Linked DNA regions of Mus musculus: region 1 is linked to region 2. The links are chromatin contacts, called in public promoter capture Hi-C maps. All regions are on one chromosome and are shown on one strand. The core of a region is the stretch at or near the end of the contact, and the rest is flanking DNA. Distances in the headings are between cores, read along the strand shown. Region 1 holds the start of Fam90a1b (family with sequence similarity 90, member A1B). Region 2 holds the start of Pdk3 (pyruvate dehydrogenase kinase, isoenzyme 3).

Evidence for each region. Promoter capture Hi-C pulls out the DNA fragments that hold promoters and counts their contacts.
Region 1: a contact with region 2 is called in a promoter capture Hi-C map of erythroid cells, with 2.3 times the contacts expected there. The contact joins the promoter of Fam90a1b here to the promoter of Pdk3 in region 2.

Annotation. Positions count from the first base shown.
Region 1 is chrX:94,363,190-94,369,034 of GRCm38.p6, forward strand. It overlaps Fam90a1b (family with sequence similarity 90, member A1B), which reads right to left and starts at 3,588. Exons shown (of 10, transcript NM_001362881.1): 1 at 3,442-3,588; 2 at 2,470-2,554; 3 at 1,266-1,401. The coding sequence starts at 1,381. It overlaps Apoo (apolipoprotein O), which reads left to right and starts at 3,921. Exons shown (of 9, transcript NM_026673.4): 1 at 3,921-3,973. The coding sequence starts at 3,965.
Region 2 is chrX:93,829,776-93,834,910 of GRCm38.p6, forward strand. Pdk3 (pyruvate dehydrogenase kinase, isoenzyme 3) reads right to left here and starts at 2,375. Exons shown (of 12, transcript NM_145630.3): 1 at 2,072-2,375. The coding sequence starts at 2,177.

The DNA of each region.
Region 1 (5,845 bases), core at 2,338-4,837, 530 kb after region 2:
ATGAGAGAGCTTGTTTGTCTCAAAGAAGTTGAATGGCATTCCTGAAGATGACATCCAAAGTTGTCACATGCATATATAACATACACACATTAAAAAATTAGAAAAGGCATTGTGGTGCATGCCTTTAGTCCCGGTACCTAAAACGGAGGCAAGCAAATCTCTGTCAGTTCCAGGCTGGCCAGGGACACAAAAAGAGACACTCTGTCTCAAAAACAAAACAAAAACAACAAACAAACAAACAATCAAACAACAACACCCCTCAAATCCCCCAAACTTCAGGAGTAAACCTTTTGAATTTTAGCTGATAGGGACTTATTATCTGGTTTACCTTTCTGTAAGTCACGTAACTTCTCAGTTGCTTTTAAAAACATATTTAAAAAATATTCTAATTATGTGTATGTGTGTGCCTGCATATGGGTATGTGTGTATGAGTGCGGGTTCCCGCAGAGGCCAGGAGTGCTGCATCCTGTGGAGCTGGAATCAGGAGGTTGTGAACCACCTAACACGGGTCCTGAAAACAGAACTGTGGTCCTTAGGAAGTAGCTCCTAATCACCAAGCCATTTCTCCAGCCCTTCTTTCTCACTTATAATGTGTAATAATAAAACTGCTTAAGAAGGTTGTAGTATTAGCAAGTAGATGTGTTAACATGCTTTAATAAGTTACAAAATTCTAAGGTCATAATATTCAACTCAAAGGTAATTAAAAAAATACCAAAATTTGGGAAAGCATGCTTATGGATCGACAGGAACTTAGCATAACTGTCTTCTGAGAGCAGCTGACCGAAACAGACAGAGGTCAGGGATTCTTGTGGGTGAGTTGGGTGAAGGTTTAAAGGCCCTGAAGGGGGATAGGAATTCCACAGGAAGACCAACAGAGTTAAGATGCCTGTACCCTCAGGCCTCTCAGAGACTGAGGGCTGCCTTGATCCAGCCTCAGTGGGAGAGAGTGAGCCTAACCCTGCAGAGACTTGATGCTCCAGGGTGGAGAGAAACCCTGGGTGGGGCCCACCCTCTCAGAGGAGAAGGGGAGGGGGAATGGGAGAAGGGGCTCTGGGATGGGGGGACCAGGAGGGGGAGGTAGCGTTTGGGAAGTAAATAAATAAGAAAAAAAGAAAAAACCCCTCAATTTTAATTTACACATTAAGAAAACAAACACACAAACAACACAAAAAAACCAAAACAAACAAATAAACAAAGAAGGTGGGTAAGTTCGTTATTTGTCTAGTTGTGGAATTACAACAGAAGGCAAAAGGATGGCTTCTTACGCTTTTCTTGCCTTTATCTTTGCAGCACGAGCAGAGAATGTCCTGCGGAGCTTTTCTGGGAGCTGACTATCTGATTTTGGACCACCAGAACCTGTTGTATTTGAGGACTTTTCCATTTTCCCTACAAAGAAATAATCTGAACACACATAACATTAAGCTTTTAAGGTTATAATCCTCACGTTCTTATATTTGGACTAGACTCAAATGTCCTATGATTGTTGTGTAAAGTTTTGAATCCCTTTAAGAAGAAAGCAGTGTGCTTTTAGTGTTGTGTCCAGTTTGTACCCTTTCCATACTGAAATACCACATGCTATGTCAGAAAGACTGGACCTCTCCATAACCTCCTAATCCGTCTCCCTTTTGCCCATCTTTCTCCTTCTAGTCACTGTAGCACTGAAGTTAACTTGTCTTTTTGGGACACAGGGTCCCACGTAGCTTAGGCTGGTCTCAAATTCAATCTGTAGCAGACAGTAGCTTGAAGCTAAACCTCCTGCCCCAACACCCCATGTACACTGGGATTACAGATGATCACCACCACACCTGGCTCTTGAAGTTAGCTTTTTGGAGCAATAATTCAGGATTGGTCATTTTCCTCACAAACTCCTTACTGGCAGGGGATATTTTTCTGAGTGGAGAATTTTACACATTTTCTAAAGATTTTTTTTTGGTCCATTTTTTACTGAACACTTGTGAGACTAATCAAATTGCTTAACCTCTCCGTGGTTCCGTCCCCCTTTGGTGTTTTGATCAGTACGTAAGAGATTACTGATTCTACCAAAAAGTTTTTACTCTTTTAAGTATTACATTCCCGTCTGGATGAAGCTCCCCAAATTCTTACTCATATCTTCAAAATACCTTTTAAAAGGAAATTTCAGTAACACGTGTCTTCTTTATGCATAAAATAAAAATTTAATAACGATTGTACTTTTGTAGTAATGAGCATAAGTGATATTTTTAGTTAGCTGCTGTGACTGTAAATGGTTTGAAAATACCTGCTTTCTATTGGCGACACTCGCAAGTACTGCTAATACTAAGGTTTGTTGCCTACACCGTACTTAAATGCTAAAGTTCAGTTAGAGTTTAGTGAAGGTGAAATTGTCATTTCCTTCTTTTCCTAGTTCACATACCCCCGCAACTCCTGGCATTAAGCAAGCGCTTTGGCTGTAACTTATCATCACCATGCTTCCCACTTCTAAGATGTTACCTTACTGATGCAGACAGAGCCTTCCGAGTCTATTCAGTATTTCTCCTCAGGGTCTGGAGATGGAGATGGCTCGGAACACACAATTCTGTTGAGAAGGGGGAAAAAAAAGCCGCTCGTAACATTTGGAAGTTGGTCCGGCAGTAGGCTGAGCTCTAGGGCTTTCTCCTCCCTGAAACTTTCGAACACCGCAAAGTCCCGCTTTAAAAAAAAAAAAAAAAACCAAAAAACTTTGACCACAAATCACTGAACTAAAGCTCCGATACTACATACTACGACAAACCTAACTTCTTACCGAAGCGCTCCAGCTTGTCCCAGACGCGCGGCGCGCCTTTTCCTTCTCTCTCTCTCTCTCTCTCTCTCTCTCTCTCTCTCTCTCTCTCTCTCTCTCTCTCTCTCTCTCTCTCTCTCTCCCTCAGCGAATAAAAACCCCCCTAATTTCCTTAAGGACAGGTGTGTCCCAATCAGTCTCTGGGTAAAAGGACAAGTGACCTTACACTGAAAAAATCTCCGCATCTCCAGGACGCCCGCCCACAGGGCTTCTTCCATTTTCTGTCGAATTAGGACAGAAACGAAATATGAAATACGCCGTCTTTATCGGACCCGCTAGTGTTCCCTGAGGCTAGCGCTGAGATTTCAAGAGGCAGCCTACCTGGAGTTGAATCCTAGCCTTAGATTTTTCACAGCCTTGGACGCTCGGCCGTGACAATTGTGCCCATAGACTTGGGTGGAAAAAATGAAATTATTAAACCAGCGACAACGCCAGTTTTTCTCGCAAATAGCCAAATACTGCCATTTTACGTCTACAAGTATTAAATGGGACCAATATTTGATTGTCAGATTTACACTTTAGTACTTTAAAAAGAAAAACACCGGTACCGGTCATTTTTTCACAAGTAAGCGACATGTTACATTTAGTTTAAACGTAAAACTTAAGGACCGTTCAGCGCAAGGTAAATTCTTTAAGGGAAAAACCTTTTATGAGGTAAATCGATGCCCCAAGGTCGGGTCGATCCGCTGCTTCTCCCTAAGAGACTGGTGCAGTTTACCCTCGTCCGTCGGGCGCCACCGCCTGGCTGCCTCAGCGTGCAGGATTCTCAACCCTCGCAGCCGGAGCCTGGCAGTGGAGGCGAAAGCCAGTCCCCGGCGCGGCAGGGAGCCAGAGAACCGCCTTCTTCTCACCACAGCGTGCGGCCGCCCACACGGACCTGCAGCCTTTTGCCGCCTAGCAACAGCCTGCAAGGAGGCAGGACTGTCTAGGAGGCGGGGTTTGAATTTGTTAGGTTCCCGCGCGCGCCTCTCGGTTGCTAAGCAACGCGACACGCCACCTAGCGGCGCAGGCCGAGCTTTTGGCGGGTTAAGCTGGCGTCACAGCATCATCTCGTGCTCGCTCGTGGTCAAGGGAATCAGGATCTAACCCGGCCACCGTAGTTGCCTTTTTTATAGTGGGAGGGGCCAAGGGAGGGGTGACCCTGCCGGAGCCGCGGCTGCCAGCGACATGTTCAAGGTGAGAATGTGGAGCCGGGTCACAGCTGTCATTGTCCCCTCTCAGCCTCCAGGAGCCCTCCCCACGCTCCCGGGCGTCTTTTTGGGGACCAGACTCGGTTCCTCCTGAGGCCTTTTTCACCTCCGGGCTAAATTCTGGCTTGGCGGCGGTTCATTCAGCACTCGGTACCAGCACCTGTGAGGTTGTGGAGTGAAACCCTAGATTGGTGGGATCGGCCCTTTGAGCTCTCTCGCGAATGAAACACTTTGAAAAGTTAAAACGCCTCTATCGTGCCCACCTCCTCGGCTAATGCCCTTTTGGGGTTGTGGGGAGGATGAAGCCAGGTCTGGGCGCTGCAGGGTTTGTGGCTTTGGTTGCTTGGCAGGATCAAGTTTCAGAACCTGGCCCGTGGGTGGGGGAGGGTCAGCTTCGGAGGATGTCGGGGATGCTGGCTTGGGGCGGGGCGGGGGGGTCTCTCTCTCTCTCCCCCTCATCCCCCCCTCTCTCCCTCCCTTCCCCTCCCTCCCCCTCCCTCCCCCTCCCCCCCTCTCTCTCTCTGTGTGTGTGTGTGTGTGTGTGTGTGTGTGTGTGTGTATGTAGCTGGAGCTTTACTGCCCAGTGAGCATTAGTATGAAGTCGACTCTTCTCCCCTCTTACAGTTTTTTCGAACTGTCCTCCATAAGATGGACATTTACAGTGAAGACTTTCAAAAACCTGTATTTTAGCATAAATTATTCTTTCTTAAACGGCAAATATATTTTGTCATTAAAAAAACCCCACAGGCTGTGCACACCTTTAATCCCAGCACTCAGGAGGCAGAGGCAGTGGATAAATTCATGAAGATGAGTTCGAGGATAGCCTGGTTTACGTAGCGATTTCCAGGACAACCAGTGTTACATAAAGTTTCTGTCTTAAAAAATAGCCACAGGCAGCCAGAAATCTACAAAATCAAGTCTCAAGAAACACAATATTTACAGAATGGTGCTAATGAAATTTCAGACTTGTGCTCCTCATTTCAAAGTTTCTTGCAGCTGCGGTGGGTGTTTGAGGCACAATAGTAAGGGCTGCAAAATGAGACCATGGCTTCTGCCTTCCAGTGCTGTGGTATTGTCAGTTACTAGCTATATGATAATGGACATGTCACTTAACTCCACTTAACTGCCTGTTCCCCCCCCCCCCCATTGTGAAATTAGGGTAATAAAGTCTAACTGTTAAATACTGAGGGGAATTATGTCACTAAATGCAGAGGAAGGATGGACACTGAACTCATAGATTTGTTGGCTCAGCAATGCCATCAGGGTTTACTATGGCATTTACTATGGCATTGTTGGTCTTCCTTATGGTTTCAAGATGACTGACATAACAGTACTTTCTTATTCACTAGGGGAAGAGGAGAGGATAAAACTCCCAAGCTTGGAGTATGTTTTTTCTTCAGGTCTGATTGGACCAGTATGGGTCAGGTGTCTGTCACTAGCCTCATTGCAGTTGCCAGGGAATGCTAGTCTCTGGTTAGCTTAGGCTAACAGGACCACTGCGTAAGCACAGGGAAAAGGAATGGCTTCATGAAAAGGTGTAATGGAAACTGGATCTGCAGCCAACAATGCCCATGTCGGGTATGTTCAGATAAGTTTGTGCAAGTGTGCACTGACTTTGGCTCTTTGAAAATCTTTCATGATCCTGATACATTTAATTTATTGATGGACATGAAAGATTAGCATAGCTTTATGACTCAGATAAAAAATGCGATTGTAAAACAATGGTTCTCACTGACTGGTACTACCCACTTTGAGGATGTTTTGGAAATTCCAGGGGTTCTTTGTGTCTTTAGTTGTGTTGAACATCTGTTTTATTTTTTATGTGTATTAGTGTTTTGCCTGCATATATGTCTGTGTA
Region 2 (5,135 bases), core at 1,125-3,624:
GCCAACAGAAGTAGGACATAGACATTTTCTGCATAGGTCCTTTTACATCTTTTGAATTTGGAATCATGTAACTGTAATCTTGAGCCAAAAGAGAAAATATAAATTTTTATGTTGTTGCTGTTTTTTTTTTTTAATCTTGCCCTTGGGAATGGTGCTACAATACTATCTTTGTAAATTGATATTCCATTTAGAATACTTGGTATTCTTGCAGACCTCATTTCCAGTAAAGATGATTCAAGAAATTATTCTTTTTAAAGGGCTTAAACAAGTATTCCATACAGAACAAAGGGAGGCAGCAGACTAACCAGAAGTACACCTACTTAATGGCTTCTAGCCCTGATGATGCTTTGGAAGGACTCGGGGTGCCCGCGACTCCATGCCCCAAGCCCCAAGCCCTGACCTCAACGCTTTAAAAGAGTAAACATTTGTTTCTAGATACTCACCACATAAGATTACCCACCATAACAATATCCTTACAGCAGTTTCCCTATTCAAATAACATCCTTGCCTATAAACATGGGAGATACTGCCATAGAAATAAAGTAACTGAAATTTCAGGTTTACTATTCAAACTTTCACAAACTTTGCAGGTGGGAGTGAGCCATTTCGTTTGTTCTTTCAATTAAGAGTGAATCTGTCTGTTTACCCTAACAAAAGGTTCCTGTGTTCACAATCATCTCTAACCCTAAGTTAGGAAAACATGCCTATTGATAGCAATAGCAACGTTTTCATTCTAAGCTGTGAAGTCAGGACCTGTCTCATCTCTGGGACCCACATGCCAGGAGGAGAGAACCAACTCCCCCAAGTTCCCCTCTGATCCTACAGATACACCATGATACGTGTGGCCACACAAACAAGTTCGTGCATAGATAAAATGTTTAAGAATAAATACATAAATTCTACACATAGCCAGAGGGAGTAGAGTCCAACTACTGAAAAGCTTTTGAAAATGAAACTTAAGATGCAAAGGCCAACTTCACCCTCACCTTAGATTTTCATCATCTATCTTTGGTAACTTAGCTTCTAAAACTTAATTTGGCATCAGCTTCAACCTCTAACCTGTACCTCTTTCCATCCCCTGTGTTGCTCCCCCAAATATAGACAACACCATATTTTGCATATCTGGTCCTCCCAGAAGGTTGTACCTATTTTGCATTTTTATATCCAACTGATACCATCCCATGACATTTAAATCATATGAATTCAACAGATCTAGGCTTTGAGAGCCTAAGTCATCTTGAGTTTCCTTGGGGGGATGCTGAGTTCCATATTTGTTTTATTTCAGGTGTTTCATAACCGCATTCGGCCTGCTGGAGTTAGAATGACATTCTCTGGGGGAAACATAATTGATCAGTTCATGGAAGGTGGCAGAACCTATTCCCATCTAAGTAGGCCTCAGACTTTATTGGGGGTCCTCTCCATTCCCATCCCAATCCATGTAAAATGAAGTACTAGCCCAGCTGCCAAAAGGGTGTAAGGAAAGGTGCTCACACTTAGGCTGGAGTTGTCCTAGAACCCCTGCTTTGTAGCCAGGAGCCCACAGGTCAGCTCTTACCCAAGACTCTGACTGCTTTGAAGTCAGAATCATAATGATGGCGTTCAGGTCCTGCCACTCAAGGCTACCCAACACCTTTCAGCAGAAAATTTTGAACAAAACGCCACTACGTGATTTACTCAACCTCAAGGTGTTTCTAAACACATCTTACACAACCATTAAAAACGCCTAAAAATAAAAACGTTTACGAGTTCTCTTTCTGAAGTTTTCAGGAGAGTGCGGTTTGAGTCAAGTAGATTTGAAGCTCGTAATGAATAGCTGGAGAGTTCTGAGTGGAATGAGGGTCCTTGGACGAAGCTGGGCGTGAGGGTGTCAGGCCCTGCCCCTCCACTTCCCGAAACCCGAAACCTATGCCCCAGGAGGGCCCTCAGGCATGCATCCCCATCACCCCTCCCGGAGCTTCTCACGGAATTTGCCCAGAAGCTTAAGTAAGAGCCCCAACTACGGGCAGGACAAGGATGGCGTCTCCCTCACTCCCGTGGGGCCTTGGAGGTGGCTCCAAGGAGTCAGACTTACCGAAGTCCAGGAACTGTTTGATAGACAGTGGCGACGGGGAGAAGCGGGAGTAGCGCTCGATCTGCTTGGGGACCGGCTGCTTGAGCAGCCGGTAGAAGAGCCGCATCCTCACTAGAGCAGTGTGCAGATCCGCCGAGCCGTCCGGGACCGGAGCCGAGGCGGTCACCGCCGCCTAGCCGCGAGGAGGAGGCGGCGCCGGCGGGGCTTTACCTCTACCTGGGGCTCGGCCTTGGCGCCAGCAGCTGCTCGCCTGCCGCGACACCTACACAAGTACCGGGCAGCAGTTGGGCGGCCGTGGCCGGCTGCCCGCGGCTTCCCAAGCCCCGCCTGAAAAAGGCGGGATCTGCCGCCGCACGTACGCGGCGCGCGTGGGATGTGAGGGGCGCTAAGGGGTACGCGGCTGCACGCGCGCGCTGCTGATTGGCTGCCGCCGCCGCCTAAGCTTCCTTAAAGCCCCGGTAACACGCACACAAACCTCCTGGGTCTCGGGCTGGTACCAGCCAGCTCCGTTCCTGCAGGTCCCGCCCCGGATCAAGTCTTGAGAAGTGCTCCGAGACTTGAAGGCCATTGGGAGCCCACGCCTGAGCTATTTTTAGGGGCTCTAGACCTCCCCAACCCGAGGCCCCTCTTCCGGAAGGCCCTCCTCAGATCTGCTGACTCCTCAGCTTTAAGTTGTTCCATGTGGTCCTACGCTTCCAACAATTAATTACAGAATTAAGTGGAAGCTACTGGTCCCACCCCCACCTCCCCCTACACACACAAACATTACACGCGACAGGATTCAGTATATTAGCAATTAACCTGTCCTCGGAAGCTCTACTCACTGACTGCCCACCTTCACTCCGGGTGAATACCTTTGGACAGGATTGTTACAAAACAGTATTGTTACGTCACTGGCTGTGGTTCCTGGTCCTAGACCCCTCTTTACCAACTGGGCCAATAACAGCATCCTTAGATCACTGTTTCATGCCTCTCTCACCACTAAGACCTTTGAAGGAATCCATTACAAACGAAGGTCATTAACACTTGGTTTCCATGAACCTAGATCCACTTGCCCCGAGACAGTTGTCGGGATTAGTAACAAATATTTAATTGCCCAAACATACACATCCATTGGAAAGGCTCAAATTAGAGCCACTGAGCCGGACGTGGTGGCACACACCTTTAATCCCAGCACTCACGAGGCAGAGGCAGGCAGATTTCTGAGTTCGAGGCCAGCCTGGTCTACAAAGTGAGTTCCAGGACAGCCAGGGCTACACAGAGAAACCCTGTCTCAAAAAAAAAAAAAAAAAAAAAACAAAAAAAAAACAACAACAAAAAAACCAAAAAACAAACAAACAAAAAAAAACAACGAAGGGAAAAAAATTAGAGCCACTGACCAGTGTCTTTCACAACCCCTCCCCATCACAAAACCCTGACTCAGTTTCACCACTACTACCACTTTGGTGCAGGAATCTATATATTACATTGTGCTAGATTGTCTTTCTATGACAGTGAGCTTAAATTCATGGCTCAGTATATGAAATCAGTATTTCCTAATGTGGATATAGGAACTACTGCTTGCTTTTAACTGTTACCACAAAACATTAATTTTTGTTAATGTGTAAAGCTCAACTAGAAAAAAAAAAGGTAAAAGTTCTTCTTGGTCTGATTATTAGTGGAAAGTTTCATGCCTTCATTTGGCTATGTAGCGCCTCTTTGCTTTATGAAACTGTTGGGCTTCTGCTCTTTGAATTGAAAGAAAAACAGCACGTGCCTTCAGAGACGTCCTGTGCTCTTCCCACATTTCCAGATTTTTAGGTACAACATAACATACCTGGGCTACTTTGCCTTTTCCATTCGAAGCAAAGCCTAAAGAGACTTAGCAACACCCTTTGGAAAGGGCAGTTTTACCAACACAGCAGAACACTGACTGCAGTTGGGAGTGTGTGGGCAGACAAAAAGGAGTGGCCTAAGGTTGTCTACTCATTTTCTTGGGTGCTGCCCACAGGTGGAGTTTTACTGGTAGCAGTTATGGATGAAGATCCCCGAGAGTTGGTGGGGAGAGACTTTTTCCACCTATGTGGCACAGCACTGCTGAACCTTCCAAACTCACCCATCAACTTTTTCATAATTTCCTTTCCTGCTGCACAAACTCCTACTTTAAATTCTTTTATTCTGATGTTTTCATTACTTCAAATTAATATGCCTAATTTTATGCTTTCCTAAAAAGTGGCACAGTCCTAACAGTCGAGGAAATGTGAAAGAGGCCTGTGTGATGAAAACTTGTGCTGGACCACGACTCAAAGGACACAGCTCTAAACTTGACCCTATCATTAGCAAGCTGTGTGACCTAAGACTAGTCTACTAGCCTTTCTGTGTCTCAGTTATTTTAATGTCAGGTGAAAATGTATGACTTCTCTCCCTTTACTTGTGACAATAAAATAAAATAAATATACCTAATATAAGGCACATTTGGTCCTATTTTGTACATGATAATGGTTAGCCTAGAAATTAAAGTCAGCTGATTTCAGTAGTAGTTATTATTAGATCTCTTGAGTTTAAATCTTCTCAAAGGTTTTCCAGCTTGTTATGCACATAAGGTTTTATATAGGCCTCTCTGTGGTTCTTGAAATCTTGTGGTGGTCTGAATGAAAATGGCCTCTTTAAGACTCTCAGGGAGTGGCACTATTAGGAGGTGTGGCCTTGCAGTAAGTGTGGTTTTATTGGAGGAAGTGTGTTACTGGAGATGGGCTTTGAGATTTTAGATGGTCAAGTCAGGCTCAGTGGCTCACTGTCTTTTCCTGCTGCCTGTAGATCTGTATGTAGAACTCTCGGCTCCTCCAGCACCATGCCTGCCTGGATGCTGCCATGCTTCCCATCATGATGATAATGGACTAAACCTCTGACACTGTAAGCCAGCCCCAATTAAATGTTTTCCTTTATAAGAGTTGCCTTGGTCATGGTGTCTCTTCATAGCAAAAGAACCCTAAGATAAATCTCTAGCTCATTCACAGAAGCAGTACCTGGAAGCTTGTTAGAAATGCAAACTCTTGAATTCCACTACAGCCCTACTAAAACCAAC